Linked DNA regions of Mus musculus: region 1 is linked to region 2. Evidence: chromatin contacts called from public HiChIP or PLAC-seq data. All regions are on one chromosome and are shown on one strand. The core of a region is the stretch at or near the end of the contact, and the rest is flanking DNA. Distances in the headings are between cores, read along the strand shown.

Region 1 (6,952 bases), core at 891-3,390, 300 kb before region 2:
GTTTGTTCCCTTAGAGACAGGGTTTCTCTGTATAGCCCTGATGACCTCCATATGCTTGCCTCTGCCTGAGATTAAAGGTATGCACCACTATGCCCAACTGAACAAATGGGCCCCACCATGTAAAATCACCTGTGGCTAGGTCTAGCAAGAACTATAACTAGACATAACTATATACATGATAGTTTTGTGTGTGTGTGTGTGTGTGATGTATATAACACACTACATAACTATATTTCCAGGCCATTTGAGCTCCTGGGCCCAATTCTGAAGATGTCTCAAGAGTTAGGTGCTGGGCTGAGACTCAACAGGACACAGTTCTCCAAGCAATGTGAGAAATTCCCTCATATTTTATGAATTAGGGAAAGGTAAGGATACACTTTCATTTTTTTACTAAAGGAAGTGTTTAAACACCAGAGCCTTCAAGTTAGGGGACTGGTAAAGTTGAAATGACATGAGGGTCTTCTTCTGGCTTCAGTACCCTGAATATCCACAAGAAACCAGCCCAGGCCGTCTACACTTCCTGAGAGCAGACAGGCAGGTCAGTACCAAGATCTGTGGGAAGCGGTCTGACTGACAGCCTGGGTTCTAGCTCCACCCACCTGTCACTAGGATGAGTCCCTTACCTAAACCAAGCCACACCTCCCAGAAGATTCTAGAAGACACGGACATTAACTCAGAAACAACCCAATACGCCTAACTGCTCTGTGTCTACAAAACAGTTCCTGTTCATACCACACTGGTTCCAGATTAGTAAGTGCTATTGAAAAGCATCGTAGGGACAAGAGCTAAGAGATCATAAGTAATATTTTCCTGCAGTATTAACAAAAAATGCTTCCCCAAACAATCAAAATCTGTACCCCATTTATTTTCTGTATTTGGGCATGTACCACAGATCTCAAGGGCAGGTCAACAACTTGTAGGAGTTAATTCTCATCTCTCTAGGGCTGAAACTCGGGTGGTCAGGCTTGGTGGCTGGCACTGCTACCCTCTGGGACATCTTACCCACCCCCAAATCAACATTTTAAATAAAGACTACACCCAACACTCCCTGTTCAGGCCTCGATTCCCCAATTCCTTCACCCCTTCCAGGAATCCCATCAGTTCCTCAGAACCACCTCATCTTGCGACTGTTTTAGAAGAGATTCCCAGGGCCCTCCAATCCTGTGCATGATTAACAGCTGAGGAGACACAGTGTAGTTGGTTTGGGGGTTAGAGGGCTCAGCCCCCAGCTCCTGGGTGTACAAGGCCCTGCAGATTACCTCTGGCTTTTGAACTCCTTCATGATCTCCAGGAAGCCGTTGTAGGTGGCAGGGTCACTGCCAAAGCGGATCTTCACCTGGTCGAGGTAGGTGAGAGCGTCCTCCACCTGTGGGGAACAAGAAGGCCAGAGGTGGGCCAGGGTCGCGCGATGCAGTGACTGATGGCTGGAAGGCCAGGGATAGAAGAGGGGTGGCACGGGGCAGCAGAGGGCCGCGAGGATAACTGCGGTGTTACTGGGAGGGCCGACGTCCGACTAGAAGGACCGAGAGCCTGCGGGTAGGACCAAGAGCCTGCGGGTAGTCCCGAGAGCCTGCGGGTAGTCCCGAGGGGCCTCGAGGAGTTCCGGGTTGGACCGAGGACCGGCGGGGACGACCGAAGGGTCTCGAGGAGGACGCGAAATCCCTTGGAAGACCGAGGGGCGTAAAAGGGAAACTACGGGCCAACTAGGAGGATCGAAGGTTTTCGGGGTGCACCGAAGGGTCCCGGGGATGACAGGGATCGCAGGAATGACTGAGAGATGTCGAGAAAGACCTCTGTATCTCTGAGAAGTCCGAGGAGCGGCGGAAATGAATTGTTAGGGGGAAACCGAGGGGCTGCCGCGAAGACCGAAGGATTCCGCGGAAGGGGTGTGGGGTCCCCGGGCCCGGCTGCGCAGAGAGGAGGCCAAGGCGGGGCCGCACGGCGGGGCGCCATCCCCGCGGGGGTCCGAGTCCCCAGGAAGAGGCTAAGGACATCACTCACGTGCACCGGCAGCTTCTCGTGCCCTCCGGAGCCCGAACGACCCCAGCGGGAGCCACCGAATCCCCGGCCCGCGGAGCCTCCGCTGCCTGCATGCGCCATGTTGGAAGTCAGAGCCGCTTCTGCCCCGCCTCCGCCTGAGCCCTGGTCGCGCTTGCGCGGGCCCCGCCTCCTAGGGGGTGGAGACTCGTGGCGTCAAATAGGGGAGTGTCCACATAAGGGCCTTGCTGGACGGGGCGGGAGGTCTTTCTCAACTTATGTGCCCTGGGGGTCTGTGGCCACCTGGAAGGCCTAAAGTGTTTTTTGATTTGTTTTGTTGGAGGGAAAGAAAGTAAAGCAAAGTTGAAGAATATTTCAAAACGCATTAATTCTATAAACTTCACATTTCAGTGTGCAGGCTCGCTTGTGATCTCAGTACCGGGGAGTCTGAGAGGAGACCACTGAGAGGTCTAACCTAAACTGGGGTACATAGTTAAGACTGCATCTCTAGGGGCTGGAGAGATGGCTCAACGCTCAACGGTAAGAGCACCGACTGCTCTTCCGAAGGTCCTTAGTTCAAATCCCAGCAAATACATGGTGGCTCACAACCACTCGTAATGAGATCTGACGCCTTCTTCTGGTGCATCTGAAGACAGCTACAGTTTACTTATTTATAATCATAAGTAAGTCTTTGGGCAGGAGCGAGCAGGGTTGGCAGGAGCGAGCAGAGGTCCTAAAATTCAATTCCCAGCAGTCACATGAAGGCTCACAACCTTCACTGTAGTGTACTCAAATACATTAAATAAATAAAACTTAAAAAAAAAAAAAGAAAAAAGACTGCATCTTTAAAAAAAAAAATGACAGTTAGGTGTTGACCTTGTCTCAAAAAGAGAGAGAGGGAAAACAAGCTTAGATGTCTGTGTTGACCCAAGACCTCAATAGTGATATTTGCAAGGCTCTGGTGCTTTCTGGAACAAGTTTCTGAATGTCTATTCTGTGAGGTTGATACAGCAATGGGCTGTAGGTGAGCAGCATCCATTCAAGAGCCATGTGGACTGAATTCTTGCACTGGGTGTGTATGTGTGTGTGTGCACGTGTGTGTACATATGTGTAGGTAAACTCACTCCTGTGTGTGTGTGTGTGTGTGTGTGTGTGTGTGTGTGTGTACAGAGACCAGAGATGGGCACAATCTTTTATCACCCAGCCCTTGTGTTTTGGGGGCAGCATCTCTTACTGAACCTGTAGCTCATTGTCTTCACTTGATACAGTGGCCATGGGTCCACCTGTCTCCACAGTAGTGCTGGGGTCACAGCCCCTAGTCTGGATCCTCCTGCTTGCTTAGAGCAAGCTCTTTACCCATTAACTCCTCTCAGAGTGACATTCCTTGATTCCGTTCACAAATGTGTGCAAACCTGGATCATGGGACCTCTGCTTCCAGGCTGACCTATCCTCCGTTCCAAACACCTACATAGTGGCTCACAACTGCTTGTAACTCCAATTTCAGGAGATCTGGCACCTTCACTGACCTCTGTAGACACTAGGCACATGTGGTACACATGTGATACATGCCAATTGAATATCCATATATTCATAAAACAACTTTTAAATTTAAACAAGGTGGAAATCAGAAGAGGAAACTACTTGATGTGGACCTCTGGCCCCCACATGCTTCCATACACACATGCATCCCTATGTGCACATGATAACATAAGGACCTAATCAGCTCTCACCCCTTAGCTTCCTCCCTGCTGCCAGTGCCCTCCACGCTGTGAGGATGTGCTCCCAGCACATGCCAGCCAAATCCAAACTCCAGCAATCACCGGGCATGTCAAAAGTAATGGGGCTTTATACACATACTTATGACCCCAGAAGAGGTGGTTTTCTGGCAGGCATGGTGGCCAGCAATGAAGCAGTAGTGACAGAATCCTAGAGCAAGGTGGCAAGCCAAGATGACTACATTGGCCAGGTTAAGCGACTGCAATGTTAGTTTTGAGTCATTTGGAAAGAGGGAACCTCAACCAAGAAAATGCCTCCATCTAGCTGGCCTGTGGGCAAGTCTGTGGGGGATTTTTCTTAATTGATGGTTGATGTGGAAAGCTCCAGCCCACTGTGGGTTCTGACTATCCTGGGCTGCTGGTCCTGCTGAGTTTAAGAAATCAGGCTGAGCAAGCCAAGGGGAGCAAGCCACTAAGCAGCACCCTCCATAGCTGGAGCAAAACACACACACCCATGCTGCCTCCTGTCATAGTGTTTCATCGAAGCAATGGAAACCCAAGGACATCAGGAGACCCTGAGGTATGTAAGGTAAAAAGTGGTCAAGGTAGACACCTAAGGCTAACCTGTGGCCATCAAGTGAATATACACATGTATGTATATGGTCCCATGTACATGAGACTAAACATACAGACAAGAGAGACAGAGAGACAGACAGAGACAGACAGAGACAGAGAAGCTGGCTATGGTGATGCCCACCTGCATCCCAGTACTCTGGAAGTGAGACTGGAGGATCATTAGTTTGAGGCCTGCCTGGGCTACAGAGACACCATCTCCAAGCTATAGCCCCAACAAAAAGGAAGGAGAGTATACCAGGTAGGCCTGGCCTCAGAATACTGACAAAAGGGTTAGTCTTCTGGTCAGTGACAGAGCACCAGGCCTACTGGCTATCTCCCAGAGACAAGCAAGTCCCTGGGAATTGAGGTCTGGCCTTGAGCTGAGTGCCTGGAGGAGCTGACATCCTGTGAGATACTGAACAAAGAGCCCTGTGACACAGAGCAGAATTGTTGACCTACAGGAACAACAAGATAAAAACGTGGTGGCATTGGACAGATCTTGCAACAATTTGTTACTGAGCCAAAAAAAAAAAAAAAAAAAAAAAAAAAAAAACTTAGCCCCAAAGTCCTTGTCCCAGAAAGCTTCTTCCCAGGGTACCAGCTGAGTGCTGAGTCAGAGATCACAAATCCTGCTCTACCCAAAAAGAAGGGCTCACTATGAGGGGCTGATTGTATGTGGAGCAGGAAGATTGGAGATGACTCAGTAGGTAGATCGTACACCACGGAAGTATTAGGATCTGAGTTCAAATCCCACATATCTACATAAAGCAAGATACAGATGCCGAAGTCTGTCTTCCAAGCATTTCTGAGGAAGTTGAGCATGGAGACAGGAAACCTGGATACTCACAGGCCAACCTGGGATACATGAGAACCTCTCTCACAAAAACACACAGGGGGCTGGAGTCATGGCTCAGCGGATAAGAGTCCAGACTCCTCTGGCAGAGGACCTGGGTTCAGTTCCCAGCACAGGTGTGAGGTGGCTCACAAACATCTGTAACTCCAGCTCCAAGGAATCAGGCACCCTTGTCTGGCCTCCACAAGCACCAGCACTCAAGTGCGCCCACACAATTAAAAATAATACATCTTTAACAATGAACAACAATGGGCAACAGAGATGGCTCAGTGGTTAAGAGCACTGGCTCTTCTTGCAGAAGACCTGGGTTCAAACCCCAGCACCTATATGGTGGCTCACAACTGTCTATAACTCTAGTCCCAGAGACCTAAAGCTGTCTTCTGGCCTCTATGGGCACTGTATATATGTGATACACAGACATACATACAGGCAAAATCCTATACACATAACAAAATAAATTTTAAATTTTAAAAAAGAATTCTTGCTGCTCTTATATGTAGCACAAGTCCCGTTGTCAGCACCCACACCACGCAGCTCACAGCTGCCTGTTACTCCAGCTCTCAGCGATGTGACATTACCCTTTTCTGGCATCTGGGCAATGCACTCAAGTGCACAAACCACACGCGTGTGTGTGCACGCATGCACGCACACACAGTTTAAAAGTAATAAAAATAAACATCTTTTTATTTAAGGCAGCACAAGTGTGGTGGTGCGTTCCTTTAATCCTAATACTCAGAGTGCAGAGGCAGGTGGATCTCTGTGATTTCAAGGCCAGACTAGTCTATATAAGGCCAGTCCAAACCAATCAGGGCAACATAGAGAGAGCCAGTCTCAAAAAAAACAAATCTACAGGAAAACAAAACAAAAGGACTATATAAATAAAGGCTTATTGGCTTTAATCCCTTGTGTTGGGTTATTGGATGCGCCTTAAGTCTCATACCTGAGGTAGGTGTCTTGCATGGCTCCCCTGAAATGGCTCAGCATCTGGTATAATTATTTACACCCTGGGGAATGGATCAATTATTTGTGGTTGAGCTTTCTGAGCCTGTGAAAATATATCCAAGGTATTCAATCCAAAAATAGAGTTATTTATTTATTTATGTATTTATGTATTTATGTATTTATGTATTTATGTATTTATTTATTTATTGTGTGTATGGAAGTCAGTTCTCTCCTCCCACCATGTGGGTTCTGAGGCCCAAACTCAGGGCATCAGGCTTGGTGGCAAGTGCCTTTACCCACTGAGCTGTCTTGATGGCCTGAAAGACTCATTATGACTCCAAGTTTTATTGGCTTTTTTTTTCTTTGAAGTGGGACAGTTGCCCCCTCTGTGCTTTTTTTAATCACCCCGTAGACCAGGCTGGCCTCAAATTCACAGAGATCCACCTGCTTCTGCCTCCAGAGTGCTGGGATTAAAGGTATGTACTGCCATAGCTGGCCCTTTGTTTTGGGGTCCATGACAGGCAGCTGCCCATCTCATGGTGGCCCAGAAAGAGAGAGAAAGAGACAAGTGTCCTTCAATGTCTTCCAATATCACATAACCCAACTTCTTCCCACAAGACCTGGCCTCCCATAGGCCTACTTCCTCCCAGTGGGAGCATCCTAGAGAAATAGCTCCCTTTCCTTTTGGTTTTTTTGTTTTTTTGTTTGTTTGTTTGTTTGTTTGTTTGTTTGTTTTCTGAGACAAAAATCCCACTGTGCAGCACAGACTTGCCTCGGACAATAGCTATCCTCTTGCCTCAGCCTTCCAAGTGCTGGTATTAGCAGGTGCATCATCCCACCCATATGATGA
Region 2 (6,303 bases), core at 2,224-4,723:
TTGAATCCAGTGCCAGGCAAGCATTATCAACTACAAGCACTCTACCAATAGAGCCACAAGCTCTCTATCAATTGAGCTATAAGCATTCTACCAATTGAGCTACAAGCACTATACCAACTGAACTACAAGCACTCTATTATATGAGTCCCAGCCCCAGCTCCAGTCTGTTTTATTTTTGTCCTTTCCTCCAGGGTCCAGAAAAGGAGATGGATGCCATACAGGCCAAGGAAGAAGTGAAAAAGGCCCGTGAAGAAGATGAGGAGGATCTGCTGATGGGGAAGTTTCACAGGCACAACCATTTCAGCAGATTCCACAGGCAGGGCGAACTATAGTCATCCTCACTCTGCATGCTGAGTGGCCCAGCTGCAACTCTAATAATACACATTTGAATGATCACATCTACATGGTCATTTGTCCAGTTTCTGAAAAACAATCCCCTGTTTGTGTTAGGGTCCCCCATTTCTTCTATAGACCCCTATGACCCCAGGGTCTGCAATAAGTTTCTGTTGACGGCATGTGGTGGCACACTCCTTTAATCTCAGGACTTGAGAGGCAGAAGCAGACAGATCTGGGATTTCCACATCAGCCTGGTCCATGTAGTGAGTTCTAGGACAGCCTGGGACACATAGTGAGACACTGTTTAAATTTTTTTCCCTGCATAGAACAGATCATTGAAAGCCAGAGACCTATAAGAATCTGGCCATAAACAATGTGCTTTTTTTTTTTTTTGAAACTCTTAAATATTTTCATGAATAAAAGATGATAAAATAATTTTTAAAAATATTTTGTTTTACTTTTAAAGATTTATTATTTACTTTTTGTAAAATGTGTGTGTGTATATCTCTGTTTGTATTGTACTACATGCAGTTGCCCATTGAAGCCAGAAGAGAGCATCAGATCCTCTGGAGCAGGGGTGGGGGTGGTGGTGGTGGGTGGGGTGGTGGTGTTGTTTGTTTGTCATGGGTGCTGGAAAATGAACTCGGGTCCTCTGGGAGAGCAGCCAGTGAGTGCTCTTTACCACTGAGCCATCTCTCCCCAGCCCCTCTATTTTTCTTTTAAATCATTTTAAAGATTTATTTATATGTATAAGTGTTTTGTCTATGTAGTGGTTTGAATGAAAATGGCACCCATAGGTTCATATATTTAAATGTTAGGGAGTGGCACTATTTGAAAGGATTAGTGGGTATGTGGCCTTGTTGGAGGAAGTGTGTCACTGGCGGTGGGCTTTGAGGTTTCAAAAGCCCACACCAGGCCCAGTGTCTCTCTGGATTAGATATAAGTGCTCAGCTACTGCTTTAGGAACATGCTTTTCCTGCTGGTTACCATGCATCCTGCCATCATGGTCATTGACTCTAAGTCTCTGGAACTGTAAACTCCCTCCACCCTCACCCCGATAAACTCTCTTATACATTGCCTTGGCTGTGGTGTCTTATAGCAACAGAAAAGACACCAAGTGCTAGGATGACAGGTATGTGCCATGATACATGGCTATATTTCCTTAATCCACCCCCCTCCCCTTTTTTTAAGATAATGTTTCACCATGTAGTTCTGGCTAGCTTATAGCTCCTTATGTAGACCAGGTTGCCTACAAACACATGAGATCTGACTCTGCCTCCTTGAGGGCTGAGATTAAAGGCATGTGTTACCACACCTAGCTGGAAAAGTTTTTAAAATTTTTATGGGCTAGAGAGATGAGTCTGTGATTAAGGGCACTTGCTGCTTTCTCAGAGGATCTCCGTTCAATTCTCAATACCTACATCAGGCACTGGACAACCACTGATGCCCTCTTCTGGCCTCTGCAGGTGTCTGCACTTATGTACACAAACACACATACACAGAGCTTTTAAAACAAAGATTTGTGTTATGTGTATGGTGAGGCAGCTGGTCACACAGCATCCATTGTCCTGGCCTCCAGCACATGGAACAAGTGTGTGTGTGTGTGTGGGGGGGTCTTCCTTCCTCAGCTTAGTCTAGAAATTCACAGTTGTAACCCAGAGCTTTGTCTCCTATATGATTCTAGATCCTGTGCAGCTGGCAATCAGGATCAGTCACAACTACCTCAAGAAATCAAACACAGTGGGACTGAGTGTGGCGGTATATGTGTACCATGTTTCCCAGCACCTGTGTAGTGGTTTGAATGAGGATGTCCTAAGGGGCAGCAAGATAGCTCAGTGGGTAAAGATGCTTGCGGCCAAGGCTAACAACCTGAGTCCTATCTCTGTGACTCATGGTGGAAGGGGCCATCCAACACACAAATCTTTTAAGATGTAAGTTAAAATGTAACTTAAAAAAAAAAAAAAAGACAAAGAAATACCAGAGTAGGGGCTGGTGAGATGGCTCAGTGGGTAAGAGCACCCGACTGCTCTTCTGAAGGTTCGGAGTTCAAATCCCAGCAACCACATGGTGGCTCACAACCATCCTTAACAAGATCTGACTCCCTCTTCTGGATTGTCTGAAGATAGCTACAGTGTACTTACATATAATAAATAAATGAATCTTTAAAAAAAAAAAAAAAAAGAAATACCAGAGTAGCTGAAGATATAGTTAGTTGGTTAAGGGTGCTTGTTGCTTTTCCAGAGGACCCTAGTTCTGTTCCCACTCATATCGGGGGTTGGGGGCTCATAAGTGCTTTTAACTCCAGCTCAATGGCATCTAATAAACTCTTCTCTCTTGGGCAGGCATTGGCACGAGCACAGCAGGCATATACACATAAAAAAACAACAAAAAACACCAGATGTCAGGCTACACCCACATCTGCAAGCAATCAGAACCCAAATCTGTTTAACAAGCATACTGAGTGGTACTAACACTGCATATGGCCCAAGTTAGACTTGAGCACCATGGTACTTTGTTGTGTGCCACTGTCTCCATTTCCCCGGGAAAAGTTCAGCAAACCCTAGGCATTAGTAGAGGCTACTAGAGTGGAGAAGTTAAGACGGTGCCTGGGTTTAGCCAAGCTCCGATTCACAGACCCAGACTGGAAAGTGCAGGGAGCTGGAGTGCAGCGGTCTGGAAGGGAGCCCTACCTATCCCTTGGGTTCCCTGCCTCACAGGAGCCTCCAAAGCCAGGGGCTCGGTTTGCCCACTCCAATCAGGAGATGCACACGAGGCCCTCCCCACCCCCACAGACCGACTAGCCCGCCCACTCTCGGCCCACTAAACTTACGAGGCTCCGAACCTTCTAGTCACGCTGTGCTTTAGGCTAGGCTCTCTAAATCACCCGGTACGGCCAACTCTGGTAAGGCTATGCGACAGAGCCTTCCCCATAAAGGCTCCGCCTCCAGCCAGAACTGCCCCGCCCTCTCCACTGTGATCGAGGCTCCGCCCTCTTACTGCAAAACTTCTCACGGGAGGACTTGGATTCCCTTCTGCGCACGTGTACTCTGGTCCTGTGGCCTGTCCTTGCGCTGGCTGTGCTGCGCGCGCATCGCATCCCTCCTTCGTACTAGTGCGCAGGCACGGCCCCGCCCCCGTTCCTTCGGCGCTCCGGAGGCCGAGTCCGCACGAAGATGGCGGCGCCGCTTGTACCCCTCTCGCAGCAGGTATGGTGCTGGGGTGCGCCGTGGGGCGGTGCGGACGGTGGTTGCCGCGAGAAAGATAAGTCGTCGCGGAAGCGCGGCTCCAGGGGACCGCGGAGGCGCGCGCTGAAGGCTCAGAGGCTGAGTGGCGGGGGCCGGGCGGTTCTGAAGGTGACAGGCCGGAGCGGCCCGCATACTCTTGCGCCGGGCGACCCCCGAGCGGCTGCGAAGAGGTGATGGGGCGCGGCCGCTGCGTATGTCTGCTCCGTCTGGGGCCTGGCCAGGTTAAGGGACGGGGGGGGGTTTGGGGGGTGGGCGCTGTTGTTCGAGCCGCGTCGCGCTTCGTCCCCGCGGAGGCGAGCGAGAGCGGTGGGCCCGCCGCCAGTCTTTGTCTCCCGCGGGGTCGGGCGTCGGGGCGGGTGGTGTCCCATACTGGAGTCGCAAGGGGAACCGGGACACGCCCGCTTCGCCTCTGGCCGCCCAGCCCTCCTTCCCCCGAGATCCGCTTCCGCTGCTCTGTGCGGTGCGAAAAGCGCGGATCCTACGCCCCCAACGGTATGCACCAGTCTTCGTCCTCAGGGTCGCTGGATGGTTTTCTTGAACGTATCAAATGCTACAGGGACGTACAGAATAGCAGTGAGAAGGCCATTGTGCTTCTAGCGGAAAACATTCATTCATTCTTCAGCCACTTTCTAACGTGCTTGGGATCAGGTGCTTGGGAGCTCAGCAGTCTCTCACTGACAAAGTCTCTAGTTCCAGGTGACATCCATAAGAATTAGAAAGTATTCCTGTCCTGCTAATTTGCCAAATTACCCGTTTGTTCCACACAGCATATTATATGCACTTTGCTAGAATCGTCTTTCGCAGGGTCATGGTTACCAGGAGGAAGCATTTTATATTCAGATCTCGGCTCCAACTCTGGAAGAGTGTCCTTGAAGCAGGCTTCTTAACCTCAGCATATCAATTACCTCATTTGGAAAATAGAGATGTAAAATGCATTAGCAGAAAACTGTGGAAAGCACATTTTGCCTAACACATTGGAAGCTCTTTTGTTACCCGTCAATAAATTCGGGTGTTTGGGACTAAGACAAGAGCAAGTATGAATGCCAAAGCTGGTAAGAACTGCTTGGCAGGCTGATGCACCCAGGTCACCTGGTCTGAAGGAGAGGGCAATACAGGGTGGTTAAGTCCTGGAAGGACCAGCCACCAGCAGCCTTGACACTATATTAACATGTGGAGACCAGTAGATATTAATTAACATGCTCTTACAGCACCTGTGATTGTCTTCTGAAAATGGTTAAGGACTAGACAGATAGTAGGGAGTGTATTGAGGATAGGTGTGTATTGAGTTAGAGCCTTGCTATGTCACCCAGGCTGGCTTCCAATTCCTGGACTCTCTGCATCCTCGTGCTCCAGGCTTCCAAGTGGGATGACAGAGGACCAGCTGTGGGTGTTCACCTCTCTCTTGACAGGTTCTCACTGGCCTGTAGTTCCTCAATTAGGCCAGCCTGGAAAGTCAGCAAGGCCAGGGAGCCTCCTGTCCCTTCTTCTCCAGCACAAGTGCCGTGCATCCTGTAGCACTTCTGTGTGAGCTAGCTCTGGGGAGAGAATTTGGATCCTCGAGCTTTTAGGGCAAGCATGTTACTAACTCAGCTGGCTTCAGTCCAGTCATTACCTCTGACTTTTTTTGAGGGAGGGTTTTTCAAATTTCCTAATTTTGACATTAGTCATAATTTGGATTTTTAAAAATTTGGGCCATAGTAGTAGCTGATAGTTATTGAGTACATGGGAGTTGGATACATGCTGTCAATTTTTTCTCAAACACCAGAATATCAAGGAAGCGGTTCCTGGCCAAGTATAATGTCAACTTTCAGCTAGCACTTCAGTAACAGAAAGTTCTAGCCTGGGCTATAAAATGAGGCCCTGTCTGGGGAGGAGGGATGCTCTATTTTATTGGTAAACTAGTTACCGTAGGATGGCGTTTTGTCATACTGAGATGACAGATACAAAAACATGAGTCAGTTTCATTAGATTCACCTTGTTAGAGCCTCTGGGATAGAATCCTGATTCTCTCTTCCTAACTTGTGACTTGCCTTCCACATGCTCTCCATGGCACCATGGTGTGGTCAGTTCTCTGTTCTTCACATACCTAGCTGTGTTGTCAGCTATGGTGGCCCTGAAGACTGATCCTTCTTTCTGAAGCACTCCAGCCTTTTCTTCTCTGGCTTGGATCCTTCTCTTCCTTCAGCAGCAGTTCAGATATCATCCTTCCCAGAGGCCTTTGCTAGTCATGGCACACAGCCATGTGCACATCATATAATCCTACAGCTCTCTTGGTCCACAGGACATGTTTGCGTGTCTGTTGTTTCTGTGTCAGACCTGTTGCCAGTGGAAAGACACTCAGAAAGTGTCACCTAAGTAGGTATGGGGACTGTGACTGCACCTGCAGCAGCTCCCGTGTGGCCTTTCTTCCCTGTGTGGGATGGAGCTGTGGGTGGGAACAGGAGCTGAAACAGCAGTTGAGGAGACATGGCCTGTGGTGGCTCACAAGTTCAGGTGCCTTCTGAGCTGCTTTCCCTCCACCCCCATGTTTTTGTGGTGATTCTTTAAATTTTTTTGTATTTATTGATTTATTCCTGTGGGGGCCGTTATGTACCATGGTGCATGTGGTAGTCAAAGGACAATTTTCCTGCATTGGTACTTTGTGTGAGTTCCAAGTCTTTCTGTGTAGCTCAGGCTGGCCCCAGACTTCTATTGATTTTCCTGCCTTAGCCTCTAGAGGACT

Evidence for each region. HiChIP or PLAC-seq counts read pairs in DNA pulled down with a chosen protein or histone mark.
Region 1: a contact with region 2 is called in an H3K27ac HiChIP or PLAC-seq map of extraembryonic endoderm stem cells, with 4 times the contacts expected there. The contact joins the promoter of Sin3b here to the promoter of Eps15l1 in region 2. A contact is called at or near these places in 12 of 484 Hi-C or Micro-C datasets (CD4 T cells, CD8 T cells, Sertoli cells and 8 more), 3 of 115 datasets of contacts at active chromatin or transcription factors (extraembryonic endoderm stem cells, memory CD8 T cells and pancreatic cancer cells) and 1 of 9 other capture datasets (macrophages).

Annotation. Positions count from the first base shown.
Region 1 is chr8:72,718,458-72,725,409 of GRCm38.p6, reverse strand. It overlaps Sin3b (transcriptional regulator, SIN3B (yeast)), which reads right to left and starts at 2,140. Exons shown (of 19, transcript NM_009188.4): 1 at 2,002-2,140; 2 at 1,260-1,366. The coding sequence starts at 2,100.
Region 2 is chr8:72,418,644-72,424,946 of GRCm38.p6, reverse strand. It overlaps Eps15l1 (epidermal growth factor receptor pathway substrate 15-like 1), which reads left to right and starts at 3,473. Exons shown (of 24, transcript NM_007944.3): 1 at 3,473-3,542. The coding sequence starts at 3,510. Gm46043 (a long non-coding RNA gene) reads right to left here. Exons shown (of 3, transcript XR_001778581.2): 1 at 3,167-6,303. Calr3 (calreticulin 3) reads left to right here. Exons shown (of 9, transcript NM_028500.3): 9 at 192-764. The coding sequence ends at 332.